Regions from separate parts of the Zea mays genome. Here region 1 is linked to region 2. Evidence: chromatin contacts called from public Hi-C data. All regions are on one chromosome and are shown on one strand. The core of a region is the stretch at or near the end of the contact, and the rest is flanking DNA. Distances in the headings are between cores, read along the strand shown.

Evidence for each region. A called contact is a pair of places that touch in the nucleus more often than the background predicts.
Region 1: a contact with region 2 is called in a Hi-C map of ear, with 4 times the contacts expected there. The contact joins the promoter of LOC100191541 here to the enhancer-like site in region 2. A contact is called at or near these places in 4 of 25 Hi-C or Micro-C datasets (ear, leaf and root tip).

Annotation. Positions count from the first base shown.
Region 1 is chr1:96,454,905-96,457,816 of Zm-B73-REFERENCE-NAM-5.0, reverse strand. LOC100191541 reads right to left here and starts at 1,304. Exons shown (of 5, transcript NM_001365495.1): 1 at 857-1,304. The coding sequence starts at 1,184.
Region 2 is chr1:96,347,315-96,350,404 of Zm-B73-REFERENCE-NAM-5.0, reverse strand. No RefSeq gene overlaps it. Among protein-coding and RNA genes, the nearest start is that of LOC100191578, 14 kb to the right of the region's middle. Within about 2 kb of position 1,639, at least 8 of the 20 cell types and tissues checked have an H3K27ac peak or open chromatin away from gene starts, as enhancers often do. A contact at or near this core is called in ear, where this site is marked.

The DNA.
Region 1 (2,912 bases), core at 55-2,554, 110 kb before region 2:
AGAAGAGGACATTCTTACACAGACCGAGAAAACCATAAAACCCCCTATCTATATACAACAACATCGTAGCCTAGCCAATATGAATTAGACCCGTGATTTGGTGTGAGATAGACAACGTCAGCCTCAAATTCAAACATCGATGACATTCAAAATATAGACATTCAATCTACTAATCTAGAAAATTCCCAACTGTGGGATTGCATCTATATTTTTCACAAAACATAAAATTCCCATATTTGGAAGGATGAACAGTAGAAAATCCTTAATTTCTTTGCAGAAACTTGCAGGACCCACAATGTATATAACCACTTTAAACAGTCTGAACTTTACATGAATTTGCAGTTCCACACTTGGGATTCAGTTGCTGAAATCAAAGTTAAGACAAAATCTCCTGGTTTGGAAAAATACTAGCAGAAACTATACCTTCCTTCTGATTATCTCAATTCTCAACCTGAACATCATATATGATCCAAAATGGCCAAGCAAGCATATTCATGTACTTATCCTTTTTTTTTAAACGGCCTGAGGCAGAACCATTTGGTCAGACAGGTGATAAATATCTCATAATATTGGACGAAACATGCATTCATGCATCCTCCAGCATCAACCCTAATAAAATATGCCAAGGATAAGAATAATTGGAACAAATAAAGGTAGCCGACCGCAAGGCCTCCTCCAGTCATCATATCTCATCCTATCCTTCTCTTTGGCAATCAATCGTGCCGCAGGAGAAACCACATATACAAGGATCTTATACAGGCAAAGAGTTGACCCGAAATTGCGGCCAACCAATTCGATCGACTTCCTAGGAGTCGGTAGAGCAGCAATGCAGAACAGAGGGTGCGGATCTACGGACCGTTGAGCATAATGATGGAGTCGTCGGGGAAGTTGAAGCGCGTCATGAGGAGGTGGCGCATGCACTTGACGTCGTTGATGCAGCCCTTCAGCTCATACCGCGAGTGCCGATACGATATCCCGCACACCACGGCTCGCTTTCGCCCGTGCACCGGCGGCGGCGGTGGACCCCACCCCGGCGGCGGCTGTACGGCACCGCGGTTGGGCTCGACAGGAGGGGCGGGGGCGACGTGCGTGATAGCCCCACAGATGGCGCATCGGATACAGGGAGCCCCGTGCGGCAGCTGCAGCGGGGTACGGCACCTCGAGCAGTCGATCAGCATCATCATCCTGCCCGCCGATCTCGGAGCCGCGTTGCCCACTCGCCCGTGTCTGTCGGCGCCGGAGACGCGACGAGCTGAGACAGATCACTGGCGAAGTGGACTGGCTGGTGCGGTCGTTTGGCGTTGGTGGATTCGGCTTGCGCCGTTGCGCGTGGCTGACCTCGTCTAGTTGGAGTTAATTGACTTTGTAACATTGTCGTCGAGCGACTTCGCCGGTCTACTACTCCGCTACACCTCGCTACTTTGGTATTATGAAGCACACATCAACATCAAATTGGGACGGTTAATCTCCCGCCCTCTGTAACCTTCCATGAGCTATGATAAAAGTCAATTTTGTCCCTGCTTTAACCACGGAGCCGGGTGAAAACCTAACTCCTCTTTCCATTCCACAGCGCCGCCAATCTTTCTGTCAATCTTTCTGTGCTAGTTCCTCCGATGGCGACTCCGACGAGAGGGAAGAAACGGCTGGTCGTCGACGTCGATGTCGAGGTCGACAGTGAGGCCGAAGTGGTTGCCGCCTTCAGTCGATTGTCTGTGTCAATCATCGCCAAGCCTACAGGCGACGGTAGCGGCAAGGAGCACTCCATCGGCAAGGATGTCACCTGCGCGGCCACATCAGGTACGTGCTACACCCAACAAACTCACCAGCAACATCCCTAATCCTACAACAGCTAGATGCAATTTACTTCCCAACGGCAGACCCATTCTGTCTTCAAGCAGTGCTCGGCACCTCGTTCAGTGTCGGTAAGGTTTCCCTTCCACCTAATTTAGGGTTGTGGTTTGTAAACTTTTGCAGTACTATGTTCAATTCCAACAACATTGTTTGTGGTTTCGCAAATAACCTGATTTGAAACGGTTCGTAGTGACCTCGCCCAAGCCATTGCAAAGATGCATGTAGTTGGGAGGAGTTGAAAGATTTGGCTGGAGACGAGATTATGGATTCGCCAGATACGGCCAAAGAGGTGTCAGTGAACTTCGCAATGTGGCGCGTGTATGAGCTTGCTCAGTCACTTGAGGAGGAAGCACAACGTTTAGAAGATCTCGAAGCTGGTCCGTCGCCACCATTATCTGAGTATTTCAATAACCAATTTGCTGAAGATCAAGATATGGGTGGTGGGGAATGGGCACTGGATGATGTCAATTATGAAGAGATTCGGGGTCGTCAGAGGAAGTAGAGTAGTATGGGTGGTGTGGAATGGGCACTGGATGTGTTATCTGTGTAAGAGTTAGCTTGTGTAAGGTTATCTGAGTATTTCAATAACCTTATTATGTAACTGAACTTGGTAGTGAACTACTGTGAACTTGGGTATGTATGACTGAAGTTTATGAACCTGGTAGTGAACTTGTTCCATGCATCATAAGAGTTAGCTTCTTTCTGAAGTTGTGTATGTCCACCTGTCGACCTGGGTTTCTGTTTTCGGTTTCTGTTTTCAGTCACATGAACATAAAGCTTCTTTCTGAAGTTGTGTATGTCCACCTGTGAACCTGGGTTTCTGTTTTCAGTTTCTATTTTCGATTCTGTTTTCAGTCACATGAACATAAACTGAAAAGAGAGCTACAAACTGAACATGGAAGAGGGACTAATTGAAAACAGAAACTCTTCATAAACATAAACTGAATGTGCCATAGTTTGACCACAGAAACTCTTCATCGAATAGACATAGTTTGACCACAGACATACACATAGTTTCACACATACACATAGTTTCACACATACAAATACACATAGTCTCA
Region 2 (3,090 bases), core at 390-2,889:
TACTGCACGAAAGGCGACATCAAGAGCTTTGTTGGCCTGGTATTATCATCGTGGATGTCCCTCACTTATTACCTCTCTAATTGAATGGTATAGCTACAGTGCGATTGGAAATTGCATGAAAGTAAACATTTAAATCAGTGCCTGTTTAGCACGGTATCTCTTTTAAATGCTTTTCCAAGAGTTTAGAGTTAGAACATGTACAATTTCATTTAGCATGGTGTCTTTTAAGATGGCTTTAATGGGCTAAATGAAAAAAAAGTATTATCTTCGTTCTCGAATATTTATCGTCCACTAGTTCATTTTTAAATTAAAATGACACAAATAAAAAAGAACGGAGGGATTATACGAGACGGTGTCTCTAAACGGCTCTCTATACATATTATCTTTAGCTATATTTATGATCACTCGAAATTATATTATGCAATCTCTTGTACATTTAAAATCGATTCATGAGCTGAGGCCTGAGGGTTCTATATGCTCCTTCGCACAAAAAATGGCTCCTTTTTCTAGGGCATCTAGTACAGCGAAAACTCTATGTTTGGTTCTAAATACTTTAAGGGCTTGTTCGGTTATTCCCAATACACATGGATTGGATGGGATTGGAAAAAATTGAGAAGAAGTTTGACTTGTTTGGGATTAAAACCCATCCAATCTCACTCAATCCACGTGGATTGAGAGCTAACCGAACAAGCCATAATTGAGTTTGTAAAGATCAAATCACTTTATCGAAGTGCGTTTTATTGCTCAAGACATTTCTTTTCAACCGAGGAACCATCCAGCAGATGAAGTAACATGAAACTCCACGCTCAGCCATACAAGCAATACAATCCAGACTCAGCCATACTAGCAACCAAACTCCTCCTTAGGCTAACTCCAACAACGAGCAGCTATATTGCCCAGCCATTTCACAGTTTACATGCCCTCAGTATTATACCTGGCCAGCAATAACCTTCTGTTTCCAACGAAGCAGGCAAACTGGCTGTGGCCTTAGTTCAGTTCGTTTTGGCGCCAAAAAACCAACGCATCCTATTGGTCCAACTGAAATGGCTGGCGTGCCGAGACCAGCTAATTTACCAGTTCTCTTTCCTTCCATCTAATTTGCCTGGGCTGGATTGCTGGCTCTTTGGAGCCGCTACAGTACAAACCGGCCAGCTAAATTGGCTTTGCCTGGCCAAATACCTGGCCTGTTGGAGCCAGCCTTAGGCTGGCTTCAACAATGGATAGCCATATTGCCCAGCTATTTTCCTGTTTACCTACCCTCTGCATTTTACATGGTCAGCGATAGGCGTCTAGTTTGCAACAAGGAAGCCAAATTGGTTGTGACCGCTGGCCCATTTACTTTCGCGCTAAATCACCGAAGCATCCTGCTCGTCGATTTCCTCACAGGGTCCCAGCTGACAGAAATGCCTGGCGTGTCAATGCCAGCCAATTTGGCTCTACTCTCTCCTCCCATGTATTTTGCCTCCCATGTATTTTGTCTGGCCGAGATAGTTGCCTTATTGGAGACGCTACAGTACCAGTTGAGCAGCTAAACTAGCTTTGCCTGGTTTGATAGCTAGCCTGTTGGAGCTAGCTGTTGGAGCCAGCCTTAGAGCAACTGCATGCCTGTACCATGCCTGTACCTGCACCTGGGATCATCCTAGATGACGTACATGTGCGGACGTGTGTGGAGGAGCATGTGTTTGCCAGGAGCAATGATCAGCTCAAGGTCAAGTGTTCAAATCTGAGCAACTGTACTAAGGCCCCGTCTGCTACCATTAGTCCTAGGACTAGGGACTAAATTTAATTCCTACCCTATTTAGTTGTAAAGACTAAACAGATTCTAAATACATTAAATACAACACATAAAGACCAAAATACCCTTTTTTTGTTTGACGTCCCTTTTAGCACCCATGTGACTTTAGTCCTTCTATTTAGCAAAATAAAGACTAAACGAGACTAAAAACCAGGGACTAAAGATTATTACCTATAACTAAACGGGGCAAAACATTCGTTGACTGAGGATGAAATGATGAAACAATATGGTTTTGGAGCTTTACTTTCCTCGAGAATAAAATTCTGGATTCGTTACTGTGACGTGTCTGCATAGGGTTTGCATTATTTCTAGCTGTAAGTATTGGTTAGCGATAGTGCTTGTTAATTAGTTAGCTTATCCCACCCAAAGTACCGCATAGTATGCATATAGTACATAATTCTGTCACTTCTATGTGTATAATCCACATATATTGCTGCTTTTATATGTCTAAAACAATAATCTTTTAACTATACTAGGTAAATACCCGTGCGTTGCGACGGCTCATAGATCTTGACAAATGAAATCTAACATCAAACCATTTTTAACACCAAATCATTTGATAATCTTTATTTATTTATTGGATGTATGCATTTTCTGCTATCTAAACAAAGCATTACTTTCTACCAATCAGACATCATGGATGTTAGAGGATTGAGTTCATTCACTATCCCACCCACTTGGATTAAGTTCACTCATTATCCCAGCAGCTTATCAAGTCTTGACACAACTTGCTTCCATTGATAGTCGTTGCTTCTTGTGGCTAATGCATAAAAGAGCAAGCTTCAAACTGAGATCAAATACCTCCGTTGAATACTCTCCATTCAACCAAGATCAGCAAACTCTCATGCATTGCCATCTTGGATAAGTGTAGAAGCCTAGGAAGAAAAGGTACACATATTCAACACATTCAATTATTCTTCCTAGAGCGTAGTATCTTTAATTGCTTATGCTTACCATTTTGATTACTAATTATCATCAGGGATCACCGTCACCCTAAAGTATCTAATTGATCTGGTCAAGTATGGGAACACCAGATAATCCTAGATAACACAAGTTGCAGGTGCCCATGCGTCCACTTTTTCATAGGTTTCCAACAAGTCAACTTTCCTTACCAAAGGCTTGCAGCCTCCACGATGGTTGCTCGATAACTCGGTACCTAATCACAGACATGAACGATTAGTTGTACTAGAACATGACTCATTTGCATTAAAACTACAGGTAGATAGCTCACGGTTTCCAGTAAAAGCTTATGAAAAAGTAAACATGTGGATTTTGGAGAACTGCAAATAGTAAAG